Regions from separate parts of the Gossypium hirsutum genome. Here region 2 is linked to region 1. The links are chromatin contacts, called in public Hi-C maps. All regions are on one chromosome and are shown on one strand. The core of a region is the stretch at or near the end of the contact, and the rest is flanking DNA. Distances in the headings are between cores, read along the strand shown.

Region 1 (7,667 bases), core at 1,996-4,495:
AACCTTTATTTTCCTTTTTTTTTTCCTGAAACCTACATTTTTCATTCGTGCGAGTATATAGATATGCGTGTTTATATTTAAACAAGGTAAAAATAAAAGTTGAGATCATTATCAAGAATTCATGTGATGGATGCAAATAATTTGTGGAAATAAAATCGTGGTGGTCGAAATATCGATAATTAAATTAGTCAAACCATTAACTTTCGATTTAATAGATTCAACCAATTCATTCAAATTGAATAAATTATTAAAAGTAAAAATATATTTAAAAGATTAGTTTAATTGATTTGATCGCCAATTTAACTGATTCAATCAGCCAATCTAACCAGTTCATGGGCCAACTAATCTAACCCCTTATTACAGACCTAGAAGTGAGTATTCGATCGAGTCGAGTCGAATCAAGTTAAAAAAATTTCGAGTTAATCGAGTTGACAAATCTTATTTAACAACCAAACTCAATTTAAAATTTTTTTTAATCAAATTAAATCAAAAAATTTCAAGTCAACTCGAGTTAACAAATCCTATTATTTATACTAAATATTTCATTTACATAACTTATTATTTAACTAATAGACGAAATACAAGATTATTTAACTATATAAACAATATAATGATTTTACCTTTTAACTATTAACATTTATCAAAGCGACGTAAATTTTCTTATTCGAATTTTTGGATAACTCAAAATGTATAATTCATATTCAAATTTGAATAAAAAAACTTAATTTTTTATTCGAGTTAATCTGAATAACTTAATTAACTCAAATAACTCGAAACTATTTAATTCAAAATTTAAATTTTTTATCGAATTTTTCGAATCGAATTAAATTTTACTCGCCCCTATCTAGACCTACACTGATTCTAAATCCAACCGGTTCGACCAGCCAGTCCAGTCCGATTCCGAAAACAGTGGATTTCCAGGCTTAACCATTGATGATGGAATAACAGAAAAAGAAAAACTTCAGCAAAAGATCGAATAATAAATTAAAAAAGATTAGATTGTCAACTATTCTCTATTACAACTTTTTTATTGAACCCTCCTTTCCTTTGTTCAAGTAGCAAATTTTGGCTTTAAACCATGCATTGAAGGATCACAAACTCCCTTGAGAAATTGCAGTTAAGAAAATGAAAGAGATAATCTAGTAGTTGTATGTACCACTCCTGTAACCTATCATATCTTTTGGGCTCCTTGATCTCCTACAGAATCCCCGGAGGTTGCTAAGCCTCGAATCTTAACATCATAATAGACCTCTTCAACTCTTCTTAGGTCGTACTTCATACCTAAAATAATGAGAAAGCATTTCAAAAACTCAGTCTTCGATAAGAAGTTGCTTAAAACACCGGATTCTCAAAGCACTGGATAAGATTAAGCTTACTATCAAACTTCTTGCGCAGGAAATCATTACGGAGATTAAGCATGCGAAAGGCCGCATGAAGATCTGTCAAGAACTTCAACACCTTTCTTGGACAATCATAGTCACCAGCTGTCACTTGATTCACCACATATCTCGGCTGTTAAAACGAAGAGAAATGCATGTTATGTTAAGCCTTGTTGCCACATTTCCCAATGCAGTATTTCACCAGTTGTTCAAAACCATAATGTTCCATTTGGAATTATCACATTCCAACAAGTCTTTTCTAACTTGCAGTCTCATTAAACATCTGAATAAAAAATACACGAAAACAATAGACTAGGAAGAACGCATTTGTCAATTTGAAAAGCCCGGGAAAGCAAGTTTCTGACATATTTCTTACCATTTCATTTGACATGAAACAAACACCTGCAAGAGATCAAAAAGATTCCCAGATCAGTATATTCAATTGGCAGAAAAATAATAACCCTCAAATTCAGATGCAAAGTAATAGACATTGCATGTTTCTTGCACATATAGGGAGAAAAACCATAAAAACTGAAGAATGACAATAATCAGAAAAGGTGATTAATCAACAATGCTTCATTTAGTTCATCCAAAAATACAAACAGCATATATGATAGGTGAATCTCTTAAAAATATTTTAACACAAGTATCAATTGGTCTGACGAGACAGTCCTCATTTGAATAAGATGAACCAAAAAAATGGAAAACTGAAGTTCAGTTAACTACCCTGGCCATTTTAATAAAGAAAAAGACTCTAATGCATTAGAATGTACAAAGAATTTCATCCTGCCTATTGATGTGGTCAATCACATTTACTTGCCATTCAATAACTAGAATACTTCAGGCTAGCTAAAGAAAATTGAATCTTTAAAAGATTAGAGAAAAAAATAGTACGGAACAAACGGTTCAATCCATGAGAGTATAGAACTCTTCAATTAGAGAAGCTTTCAGCACATACCAACAAGATAATCCTCCAGGTCTAAAGCAAAATCCGAATTGTTCACTGCCAAAACAACCAACTTTCTCATTTGTCTTCATTAGCAAATACAAAAATTACTCGTAAAACCGAATAAATATTCATTACTGAAACATACATCCAAGTTTTTCCTCAGCTTCAGTATGCATAAGCAGATTTCCAGTTTCCAACCAATGCATAAAGGCAAGCAAAGAAACTACCATTTGAGTTTCACTCCTCCAATCCCCATGATACCTAAACACAGTAACACACCCGAACACCACATCAAGAACACAAAAATTTCTACTAAAATAAAATTTGAAATTAACCAAAATCTCCAATGAATCTCACCTGTAATATTGTCCAGGGCATTCCCTAACAACTTCAGCAAGTTTATTGTAAAGACCCTTTAGTACGTTAATCTGAGAATTTGCCTTCTGCAAAACCTCTGTTGATATAAACATATGCGTAAAAATTATAAAATAGGTAATATTCCAAAAACCATATAATTTGAAGAAGCAAAAGAAGAATGTTACCGGGAATTGGTTTAGATTGGTGAACGAGGAGGAGGCTAGCTTGCATGAGCCTAGTCGCCGACTCCATTTCCAGAACGACGGCGCGTATGCGTTCCCGTAAGCTGCCAGAATCTTCAAGCTGGACTCGGAACTTCTCGAACTGTTTCTCCAGAGAAGGAGAGGTTTGCGGCGAGTCGTAATCACCGCCGGCCATGAGAGTGGCGCAGAGAGGGGAACGAAAGGGATGGTTTCTGGAAAGGACAGAGGGAAGCGAAGGAAAAGTGGAAATGAAGGGAGCAATTTGAAGAAGTGAGGGGTTAGGGTTTAAGGAGTAGCGAGAGAGAGTGAAGTAGTAAGCGTTCCGTAACGCTGATTTCATAATTTGAAATTTGTTCACTTTATTTTATCATTTTATGTTTTTTATATATGTGCAGTGCGGTGTATTCCACACCCTCCCATTCAACTTTCGCACTGAAAATCAAATCAATTTCTGATCATTCGATCAATCAGTGATGATAAAGTCGGTCCATTTTGTTAAATAAATATTCTAATATTAAATACACTTGAATAAGTAAAGTGAAAAATTTTATTTTTAATAGGGGTGAGCGTTAAATCTGATCGAATTGAATGGAAAAAGTTGAGTTAATTGAGTTGATGAATCCTATTTTATCATCCTAATTTGATTTAAATTTTTTTCGAATCGAATCGAGTAAGATGGAATTCGAATCAAATCAAATAGTAAATTAAAAAAATAAATTTGTCCACCGTAATGCTATTAACTTCCATCCATCCGTAATTTATTTATTAGTCTTTTATATACTTGTCAGCTATTTTGATTATTTAGTTATTTCAATTATCTTCTGATAAATTATTTTAAAGATAAAATATGAAATTGATACAAACATAAAATATTTAACATGAATATTTTATGGCATTATTAATAATTCAATTTTAACATATTAATAAAGATTCATCATGATTAAACAATTCAATAAATAAATAGTACAAAATGTGAAATTTAATTCAATAACATAAATAGTAGATATAAATTCGAAAAAAAAATTTAGGGTTTAAAAGAAAGCAAAAGGAAAAAAGATAGGGATTTGGAGAAGTAAAAGTTTTGGAGAGAAAGTAAAAGAAAAAAATAGTTCAGGGGTTTGGGAAAAGTAATTTTTTATGGGGAAAAAAATTTCAGGGGTTGAGGAAAAATAAAAGGGTTTGAGTGGGGGCGGGGGAAGGGAGTAAAACGGTTTAGTATTTGGCTTATTCGAATTAAAAAATTTAATTTGATTTAAACTTGAAATTCGAAAAAAAATTAAGTTGATTCAATTAACTCAATTAATTCAATTCGAATAATTCGAATTTTTTTTCAATTTTTTTAATCGAATCGAATTTTACTCACCTTTAGTTTTTATCATACCACAAAAGGAAATCCATCAAAGATTAAGGCATTTGCACCTCTAATGAATAAACCATCGCTGCCACGGCCCCCAGGCAAATGTAGCATTTGCTTATCAAAGGAAGCATCTAATAACACTATACAGAGGCGGGCTCCATGAAGTAGTCGAATATTCAAGGCGCTGATTGGGACAAAGCATTCTCCTCAGTCTTTAGAGACTCAAAAAATCCTCCAAGCATCACTCCAAATTTGTATGGGGTCAGTATTAATGCTTTCAGACATCCATAAATTCCAACTCTATATTTCTCAACATACCCAAGCTGTCATACTTGTGGTCGAAGAAGACCCAAAATTTAGAAATTGCTCATTTGTCTCAATCCACCAGTTAAAAAAGCTAGAGAAATCAATATTTGTAGGACCATAGTGAAGCGAAGATGCGGTTTTTGTAGGATCATAGTGAAGCGAAGATGCTCTCCAAACCGCTTTTACAATTCGACAGCCAAACAAAATATGCTCAAGAGATTCAACCTCATCATTGTATCTTGGACACTTGTTTGACAAAGCTCGATAACATTATTACAAGTTCTCTGTATGAAATTCTTAACTCTTAAGGTACCTTGAATTTTCCATATCGAGTTCCAAATTGAGCTTTGTCTATTACTTCTCGAATAAGTACCACCTGCTTCATTTATATGCTTTAGCTACCTTGAAAGATTATACCCATATTTAACTATGTATTTGTCATCTTTGGTAAAGTGCCAAACAATCTTGTCAACTATAATGAATAGTCTTATAGGGATAGCTCTAATGGCTTTCACTTCATGCTCTAGAAATAAAGAAAGAAGCATGTCATGGTCCTAACATCGAGACGTGGTGATGTCAGAAGTCACAACGTGGTGTTAGGAGATGACTAGCCATAAGGTCGTGGCATCAGTAGATAAGAGGCCTCAATGTGAGAAACTGTTTGGAATGATATGTTGGAGATTTGAAGGCAACTTTGCGACATGCATGGTATGAGGGCGTGACACTAAGTGAGACCAGTTTGAAGAAGGCACAAACAGTAAGTGACATAACAAAATAAAAATTGTTGAAGTCATGACATCGGATCGTTAGGTCACGACGTGTGAATCTTGAGGTCCCGACGATGATGCCTTAAACCAAGCCTAAGAGAAATCTTTCATCAATGTCGCAACTCCGCAATAGTGGAGGTCGTGATGTTAATCTGTAAACGTGAATTAAGTGACAAATACTAAAGGGCATTTTAGTAAAATTATTATTTCTAGCCTTTGAAAAACTTATTTTTAGTGAGGAAAATTTGGTCATTTAGTTCTTGTTATATATACTTGTCTTGTATAGAAGCAAATAGAGATTTAGAATTTAGATAAGATTGTAGAGAGCATTTTTAGATTTTTAGAGAATTTGTAAAGAAAGCTTTGTAGAATTTTTTAATTTGTTATAGACATCTCATCTCTTTCTTGTTGATGGCGATGTAATTTGAAGATCAACACAGACTTTAGCTCTGAATGTGGATGTTTTTCCATGGCTAAGCATTCCCAAGCTATTAATTAGTTTACTTTGATTGAATGTTTAGAATGGTTGTTTGTGTTTTAATTACCATGTTGTGTTAGATTTTATTAATGGTTGATTGGAATGATGGTTGCTAAGTTTTATTAAGATACATGTTGATACGATCAATTGTTTGATTTTGTTACAATGCTTCATATGATAAAGTTGGAGCCTCAAGATGGATCAGATCTAGAGGTGATGTAACAACCTATTTTTCAGTGGTATCAAAATAATGGTTTCGAAATCTCATTTTCGATGTTTGAGTCCATAAATATTAATATTTAATATGTACAAGGTTAATGTACGGTTTAATTAAATTTTGGTTCTTTAATTTTGTCAATTGGGTAGTTAATTAAGGTACAATGACTAAATTATAAAAATAGTAAAAATTAATCGCTATGAATTTTTTATTAATTAAAGGACCAATTAAGCAATTGGGTCATTAAAAATGAATATACAGTAGTGGGAATGAACTGTAAACCATAAAAAATGTTAATTAAGCTTAAGTTTAGTTAATTATAAGTTAATTAAGTTAATTATAATTAATTAATATGCCAAATTAAAAGAAAAACAAAAGAATATTCTTGTCATCTTCTTCTTCAACTGAAAACAAAAATAAAGAAAGGGTTTTGAACTTTCAAGACTTTCGGCTAAAGATTGGTAAGTGTAATTAAGTCATTTTCTTGTAATTTTTATTTTTTTAGGTCTCAAGAGTTTGGTTTAGCTAACTCGGGTATCAATTTGTGAAACTGTTAAAGTTTTGAAAAGTTTTCATTGTTGATTTTTTGAATCTTTTGGTATTAAATTGATAGATTTTGAGCTTAGAAGTGAAAAAGGACTAGTTTGTAAAGTTTAATTGCTAGTTTTTGAACATAGGGATGAAGAGCATACATTTCAAAATTGATGTTATATTTCTATAAATTTTTATAATATAAGGTTATAGAAGGATGGAATTGATATATGTTTCAAAATTGAAGCTCAAATTTGAAAGTTATAACAATTTTAATTTTAGGGACTAAATTGAATGAAATGCAAAACTTTAGGGAACATTCAAAAAAATGAAATTAAACTGTCATATGCATAAAATAGAATGTTATAAAGTATTTGGAATTGATAAATTGAAATGCGTTATCATATAGATCAAGAATTTAACCAACCGAAAGATAATCAAGGAAAATGAAAAATTACAGATTAGTCCCTGACTTCTTGTTATTGCAATTTCTTCCAAGTAAGTTCATACGGTGTAATTATATGTAATATTAATATAAATATGTTGAATTATGAAATTTCTTATGTGTAAATGTAATTTTGAATTAGTTACGATTTGGTACAAAAAAGTGAGACATGGACTAACTTGTAAAGAAATGTTTTATGATGGGATGATATATATATGATGGCATCACAGTGACTTAAATGTTACAAATACAGCATGTGAACTTAGTAAACAATTAAGATACAAATGGCATGCCAATAGGGTTATTTGCGCAATTATATAGATTCAACACTTCAGTGCTCTCTGTCTAGCACTTTGGTGCTCTCTGCTTAGCATTTTAGTGCTCTTTATTTAGAACTTCAGTGCTCTCTGTTTAGCACTATGGTGCTCTCTAGTGTGGTGTAGTTACCCGTGTATCTGAGTTTGTTTACTAGAGTTCATCAAGCTAGTTGAATAATGGAAAGTGAATTGAAAATGGCAAGTTTCAAGCTTGATGCTTGAATGGTAAATGATAATCTGATAATGTATATGGTATTGAAATGTGAATTTTATGTGAATGGTACTAAATTGAATACTTTATTAAATGTTGAATTGATATATGACTTGATTTATAATGAACTCACCTGTTTATTGTGAATAT
Region 2 (7,667 bases), core at 3,872-6,371, 150 kb before region 1:
TCATTGTACGCTGCATCCCAATCTCCATACAACTACTCTATCGCCATCTGTTTAGCCTACCATGGTTTCCTGTATGACTCTTTGTATTGAAACTGGGCTTACATGTCGACAAGCTGGACCGATATAGGAATGGTGGGTATATCTTTCACCAGTGGCATGATGCATTTACAAATTATTTTCACATCAAGTTTCTGATGGTCTTGCATCATATGTGCAATAGTGCATGTATGAGGCCCAACAAATTTCCAAATCTCCCACAATTACGACATCTGGATCAATGCAACACATACCCACCAATTGCAACCTTTTGCAAACCTCCAACACTCCCTAATATATAATTTCAGATTAGATACAGTGGCTTTGTAGTCCATTGACACTTTCATGTTATACTACTTGATGGAAAATACATATTCCTCATTATTTACGAATTGTTGACCAACGACCAACTCTTTTGATTCAAAATCTGTTGCCAACTAGTAAGAAGGTATTATATCTAAATACTCAGAGAACTCAGATGCATGTGCCGCATCAGGATCTATGCTCAACATGTGAGCCTCAAGGTCATTGCATATGACAATGCCACGAGTATAGTTCTTAAGAAAAAGGGTGTATACATTATCATCATCTTCCATGCCTTCATCGTTGATATCATTCGAGACCTCATCGAGATTGACTTCATTAAAATCTTTACGCTCGTGACCAGAACAACCATCATTATAGGGTTATTTTTCACCATCAAAATTGGTACCAATCATCAATAGATGTATCTGTAAAAATCAACCTAGATTAAGGTTGTTATACACAATCGGAGCATTGTGTGGATTATTGGCCCATGTTGATGTCTCTCCATAATCGCATAGTTCTACCCACCCAACATCCAGATCAATGTCAAACCTATGGACAGTCAATCTCCTATCGGTAGACGCATTCAGAACCTTCGTATACGAGTCTTGAACTCCATATTGTTGATTTAATGGAGTGTCATTTTGAACGGGCTCAACATCCGTTAATTCAGTGAACAACTCTACTGATTCAACATTCACGTTCCTAGTCAAGAAATAAAGTGCGATTATAGTCTCCACATCTTTATGATCTACAAGTTCCATCTTTGTATATTTGCACGAATTTGACAAAACTAGAAATTTGTAGAATAGTCTTGTAACACCCCTAATACGTATCAGTCACCGGAGTAGGGTTACGAGGCATTACCGATCAACATATCATACATTTATCAAACATAAATCATTCACTCTCATAAATCATTCAACATAATCTCATTGTCCCTTACAAGGGCCTACATGGCCTTAAACATGCTTTAGAAGTGCTTCGAGACTAAAACAATAACATATGAAAATTTTGGAAACTTAAAAAAAATTTCAATCATACAGGGGTCACATGCCCTTGTGAATAGGCTGTGTGTATCACACGGCTTCAGACACGCCCGTGTCTCAGGCCGTGTGAAAATAGGGCATACATACAGACTTGGGTCACACGGCCAACCACAAGCCCGTGTGCCTAGGTTGTGCCAAATCTGTAGGGTATACTAACTTATGCAACATGGCCAAGTCACACTCCTGTGTGCTAGACCGTGTACCAATTAAGGGTTATACTGACTTGTACCACACGGCCAGTCATACGCCCATGTGTGAGACTGTGTGGAGCATACTGACTTCAATTCAATTTCAACACCAAGGGACATACGGCCATGCAACATGACCGTGTGTCACACACGGCTGAGACACACTCCCGTGTCTCTGCCCATGTGGACAAAAATAGGCCATTTACCAAGCCATTTTGCCACCCATTTTGCACATACCTATACAAGATCAATTGGTACCATTTTAAGACACAATTATGCAACCAAAAGTCATCAACCAATACACAATCATATTATATCCATTTCAATCAATTCACTACCATTTACCTATTCAATTACCTATCAATTTAAATTTACCTTACCATACATAATTCACATATCTATTTCATTTAGTTAACCATTCCAAACATACATTATTCATTCAACCTTAATCACTCATTATAGGTCAATTACCAAACTCAAATTAGAACCATTTGTACATATATATAAACATCATCAAGTTCATCATCTTAAGCCAACTCAAATGGCCAAAATACATATCCATCGAACATATCAAAATGAAACGAGCCTGTACATGCCATATACCATTTACACATTTCAAAAGTACCAAAATAGATGTCCGATAGTGCGATGAAGTCTCTGACGATAAAACATTGGAAATTAAACAAAGTAAGCTATAAAGCTTAGTAAGTTCGTAGGTAAATATGAAATAATCAACATCATTCATTTACATTTCTAATTAGATACATAATTTGCAATTAAAACCTCAATAAATGAGATAACATAAAATTCAACTACAAAGTAACTCATAAGTTCTCATCTTCTTTTAATTCATCATTCGAATAGTTTTCTGTACATACCTGTACTGATACATAACTATTCTCACCAATTCACTTATCGAATCACTTCGAGTTTATAAATGCTTACGATATAAGTAAGTCAATTTTCCGATGCCATAGTCCAACTATGGTCTTAGACAGACATTGCCAAGGCCCTGCCGTGGTCTTGTCATAACCCGATTATGGTCTTGTCATCCAATTGCCATAGCCTAGCTATGGTCTTATTCAGTATCTCGTCGACTTAAACCGTACATTTAAATCAAAATCATCACATTTAGCCATAGAATAAATAAAGTCTCAATATCATCCATGAATTTAATAATTACACATTCAAATTCAATTATACGAACTTACCTTGTGTACGGAAATAACGGAACGGACCGACTATTTAATTACTTTACTTTTTCCTCGATCTAAGTCTGAATTCCTCTTTTCTTGATCTATAAGTAATCAAAATCAACTATTTATTCAATTTAGTCTAAAACACACATTAGGGCTATTTTACATATTTGCCCCTAAACTTTCACATTTTTACAATTTAGTCCTTATTACACAAAATCACAAATTCATGAAATTAAAGGCTAACCCATGCTAGCCGAAATTCAATTAGGTACCTAACAGCCTATATTTTTCATTTATTTCACATTTTAATCCCCTAAATTTACACATTTCATAAATTAGCCCCTAATTTGCATTTTTACTAAAAACCACTTAATAAAACTTGTATATCTATCATTAAACTTTCATAATCTATCATCAATAATAATAAAAAATGCTTATTCATCAATGGAAACTTTCTAATTCTTTAGTAGTTTTGCAAATAGTCCCTAGGCTAGCTAGTACTAGTTGCAACGATCTCAAAAGTGTAGAAATCATTAAAAACAGGACAAAAGCCATACCTAATTGAGCATAAATGTCTTGGCCGAATGTAAAGCTTCTCCCATGGCTATTTAGGTTGTATTTTTCGGTGAGGAAGATGAATGAAAGAATAAAATTTCATTTGTTTTATTATATTTACCTTTAATTACTAATTTACACTAATAACCTTAAAAATCTTTAATAATTTCCATTATACCAAGCCATTACTTTCCACTAACTCCTTAATGGGCTAATTACCACTTAAGGACCTTCACTTTAAGGTTCTATAGCTATTAAACACCTTTAGTTAATAGAACATCACTTTTGCATTTTACGCGATTTAGTCCTTTTTATAAAATTGACCAATCAAACGATAAAATTTCTTAACGAAATTTTCACACCAACATAGTATCATACTGTAAACATTAAAATAATAATAAAATAAATATTTTGACCTCGAATTTTTGGTCCCAAAACCACTGCTCTGATTTGACCAAAAACGGGCTGTTACAAGTTTGGACATCATCCTCCCACAACATCGAGTAATTTCTGCACTAATACTTTGTTTCATATCATCGACTTTACATTCTTATTAAACCTCATTCCTATTTACCAACGAGATTCAAATATACAATCAATTGTTGTTTGTAAAATTACTCCCTCAAAATGAACGTGTACAAAGAATTAATTATTCATCTTAGATAGTTAATCTGTAAAATAAATTAAAAATAAATAAATATTAGCTTCTATTAAAAAAATAGCGCCTATTAACAAAATTAGCAACAAAAGCACTTTTTATCAAAAAATATAACTTGCATCTCATATTACTAATTATCACTATAAAATATAATCAAATATAAATAATTACAAACTAACTTTATAAATTCGAACTTTACTTTTGAAGTCTAAAATGAAAAATAAATATGTTGATTTCTAAAGAGCTTTTTTCTTTTCTTTTCTGGTTTGTTAAACCAATTTTTTTCTCCAATATTGCTAAACAATTTTTTAGCTTTTTTTTCCTTTTTTACTAAACACAAATTTATTTTTTGTTCTCTTCAAAAGAAACAAAATTTTAGCTGAGGGATGGGGGGTTATATACTAGGCGGTTTCGCCTAACAATGTCGCGTGACCCAGATTTTTAAACCGGTGTTGTCGACTTGTCAGGAGATAGTAATACAAATAATTTTTTTGGTTTTGCTATTGTTTTTTCATTGACAACATGTTTTTTTAAATAAATTGGTGCCGTTTGACACACCGACAACAGTAATTAAAATATACATTTTTCATTTCAACTTTTTTTCTTAACATGTGTGTTGTTTTTTTTAAATATAAGCAGTGCCACCTAACTCACCATCGACACCATTAAATTTTTTTTATCACCATGTATACCTATAATTTCAGAGCTATTTTCAGATATACATACAGGTGCCACCTGACATAATAAAGACACCAATTTTTTTTTTAAAAGTCTAATAATTGTCAGATGATTGGTTGAAAAGTGAGATGGTGTCGTCAGTGTATCAGGCAACACCGACGATCACGTTAACAAACACCCTATTTTCATAAATAATTTTTGAAATTTTTATAAATAAATAAATAAATAAATAAATAATTTTTATATTATTTTTATAAAAAAAAAAAACAAAGTTCAGTGTTATCATTTCAATTTAAGTTATTAAACAATACAATAGTGACTAAATTCGTGAATTAAAAATAGAGAGATTTGCTCAAAAAAGTGGAGAGATTAATTTTAAAATGTAAAAAATAGGAGGACTGATAGCAAATTTAGACCAAAAAAAAAATCTGAAATAGAAAAAGAAAATAAGAGAAACAATGGCCTTGCCCCTCATTCACGCCCCAGAAATCTGAACCCGAAAGAGACAAGACAACCGCCATGACCGATCACCATCACTACCACCGGTTCGGCCAGCTACGGTCCACATCGCAGATCCTCAAAAAGACTGCCGTGCATTTTACCGCCCACCCTTTCACGTTCATCTTCCTTTCTTTCCTTCTCCTCTCTTTTCGTTCTTTAGTTGAATCCGGTTCCTTTCTCCTCAATTCCTTTATTGACCGTGATCCTTCTTTCAAATCCCTCCTTTCTCGCCTCGACCTCCACCCGTCCCATCCGCACGCGCGTTTCCAATCAACCCGTCGCCACGCACGCCGTCCTTTCCTCCACCTCACGCGCGTCGGCGCTCTTGATAATGACTTATTCTCTTCCGACGATGACCTCCGCCACCGCTCCCCGTTCGCTTCTTTATCTAACCGCCCCCTTAATGGCACGCCGTTGATTCTTTCAAACTTCGATACCAAATTAGGGTTTTCGCATTTCGTTGCGGATAACGGTATTCTGCTGCCGGAAATTATTCGTTACGGAGTCAAATTCAAGACAATCTCATTTGACTACGAAAACAATGAAAGGGACCAGCAAGAAGAAAAGATTGTGGATTTTCAGTTTGTTTATAAAGGATTTGAATTGGGGCGTCGAGACGCAGCGGTGCTTTTCTTTATCGTCAGCTTTCTATCCGCGGCGTATGGATGGGTAATTCTAGGATTTACGGCGATTTACTCTTTGATTTTTGGTGTTCTTTTTGTCACAATTGTTAATGACTTGATTGGAAGATTTGTTTCCTTTTTTGGGGCTTTTTGGGGTGGGTCTAAAATGGGTTTGAAAAGACTCACTGGGTTCGTTCTAATAAAATGGGCGGTAAGAGACGCGGTGACTCAGCTTCTTGGATTGTGGTATTTCGGAGAAATTGAGGATCACTACTCGTTTTTTAAGCTTTTTGTCAGGTTAAAGTTGATGCCTTTTTCGGTTATGTCACCATGGATTAGGGGTTATGAGAAGGAGATTTCAGGGTTTTTGTTTACGTGGTTTCTGGTGGATACTTTGGTTTCATTTGCATTCTCATTAGCTGCTTGGGTAGCCGTTGTGGATTCAAGGAGAACCGGGAGAGAAATTATTAAAGAAGGTTGTTATCTGATGTCAACACTTTTGAACCAAGGGATACAGATTCAGTGTTATGAAGCTATCTTAGGTGGGTCGTTGGCAAGATTGATTTTGACTCGTATAGGGGGAGAATTTTTTGCCACGGTTATTCAGGCAGCTCTGGAGTTGTATTTCATGGTAGCTTGGTTGATATTTTACTTTGTGGTGAAGTCTAGGGAAGCTAATACAGAAGGTAGGAGGTATGGGAGGAGAGAATTGGAGGCTTTGATTGATGGACTTGGATGAAAATTCAATCGGAAAAAATGGGGGAAATTTTCATTTGCTGCTATAACTTTCGATTCTGACACTGAAGATGCCTGAAGATATCGGCAACATTTTCAATGCTTCGAGTCTTCCTGTTTTTGCAGAGCTAATGATGCAATACTGCCATAGTTTCGGTCTAAGAACCTGCCAATGCATTGCATGTACTTTTTTATGAGGGAACACAATATATACTTGTGTATATTTTCCACTACAAAGCTTCTGTGTGTATATTCTGTTGCCATCAGTTGTTTCTTACTGCCTTGCAGTACTTGTTCCTTGCTGGTATATGAGAATGGTAATAATTTCTCATGCTTCAAATACTGCTAGTGCTGTTGTCCTTAGACTGTTTATATGTGATGTTATGATTTTCTGTTTTTGCACTGTAGGAGTCTTTTCTTGTTTTTACATCGCTTGTAATTGTTGGTAATTTGCGGAGTGTAGTCTAAGTTCAACAAGTTGTCATGGTGAATTGGGATTTGAGGGTGTTTATGTTAGTTTATAAGAGACTTTAAGGATGGTTGCCCTCTTATATCTTTACAGGGTTCAAATCACCAAAATGGTGTTATATAAAATTAAATTGTCAACATTATCCTCAAACTGGATTTTGTTATTCCAATGTTGTTATTGGGTAGCTTCAGTAATGAAGCGGCCGTTTTGCCCATGTAGTTGGACAGGTTCAACGAAGCTGGTTTTTTGTTTTAAAAGAAACTTTTGGGTTGTGGCTTTGAAATACATTTACTCCATGTTGGTGGAAAATGTGGATGGCTGTATCTTGTTTTTCGTATGGAACAAGATCTTATAATAAGCATTTTCTATAAAGGTGCCGCAAAGTTTTCTGACTGAGTTTTGTTGTTGTTATCATCATCATCAAATTTTTTATAGTTTTCAGATTCAATACATTATAGTCTGTAATATTTTGTCATACTCTGTAGATTCTTGTAGTATGCTCTGCTGTGATTTGTAACCAAGTTTCCTTTGGTCCTTGTTTCTGTCTATATTTGTTGGCAAGTATTATTGTTATGCGAAGACTGAGTTTATATATCTATTCTCATTGTTGTAGACAGTTTAGACTTACGATGCTAATGAGCAAAGCATATGATATGTTACAAGATTCTAC

Evidence for each region. Hi-C and Micro-C count contacts between places; a contact is called where the count stands out from the background.
Region 2: a Hi-C map of leaf shows a contact between it and region 1, with 3 times the contacts expected there. The contact joins the promoter of LOC107948375 here to the promoter of LOC107948371 in region 1. A contact is called at or near these places in 10 of 34 Hi-C or Micro-C datasets (callus, hypocotyl, leaf and 1 more).

The regions. Positions count from the first base shown.
Region 1 is chrA04:66,418,439-66,426,105 of Gossypium_hirsutum_v2.1, reverse strand. LOC107948371 (translin) reads right to left here and starts at 3,245. Exons shown (of 7, transcript XM_016882883.2): 1 at 2,871-3,245; 2 at 2,686-2,782; 3 at 2,474-2,589; 4 at 2,338-2,382; 5 at 1,756-1,781; 6 at 1,377-1,512; 7 at 961-1,281. The coding sequence starts at 3,228. The coding sequence ends at 1,172.
Region 2 is chrA04:66,574,731-66,582,397 of Gossypium_hirsutum_v2.1, reverse strand. LOC107948375 reads left to right here and starts at 5,121. Exons shown (of 2, transcript XM_016882898.2): 1 at 5,121-6,845. The coding sequence starts at 5,189. The coding sequence ends at 6,532.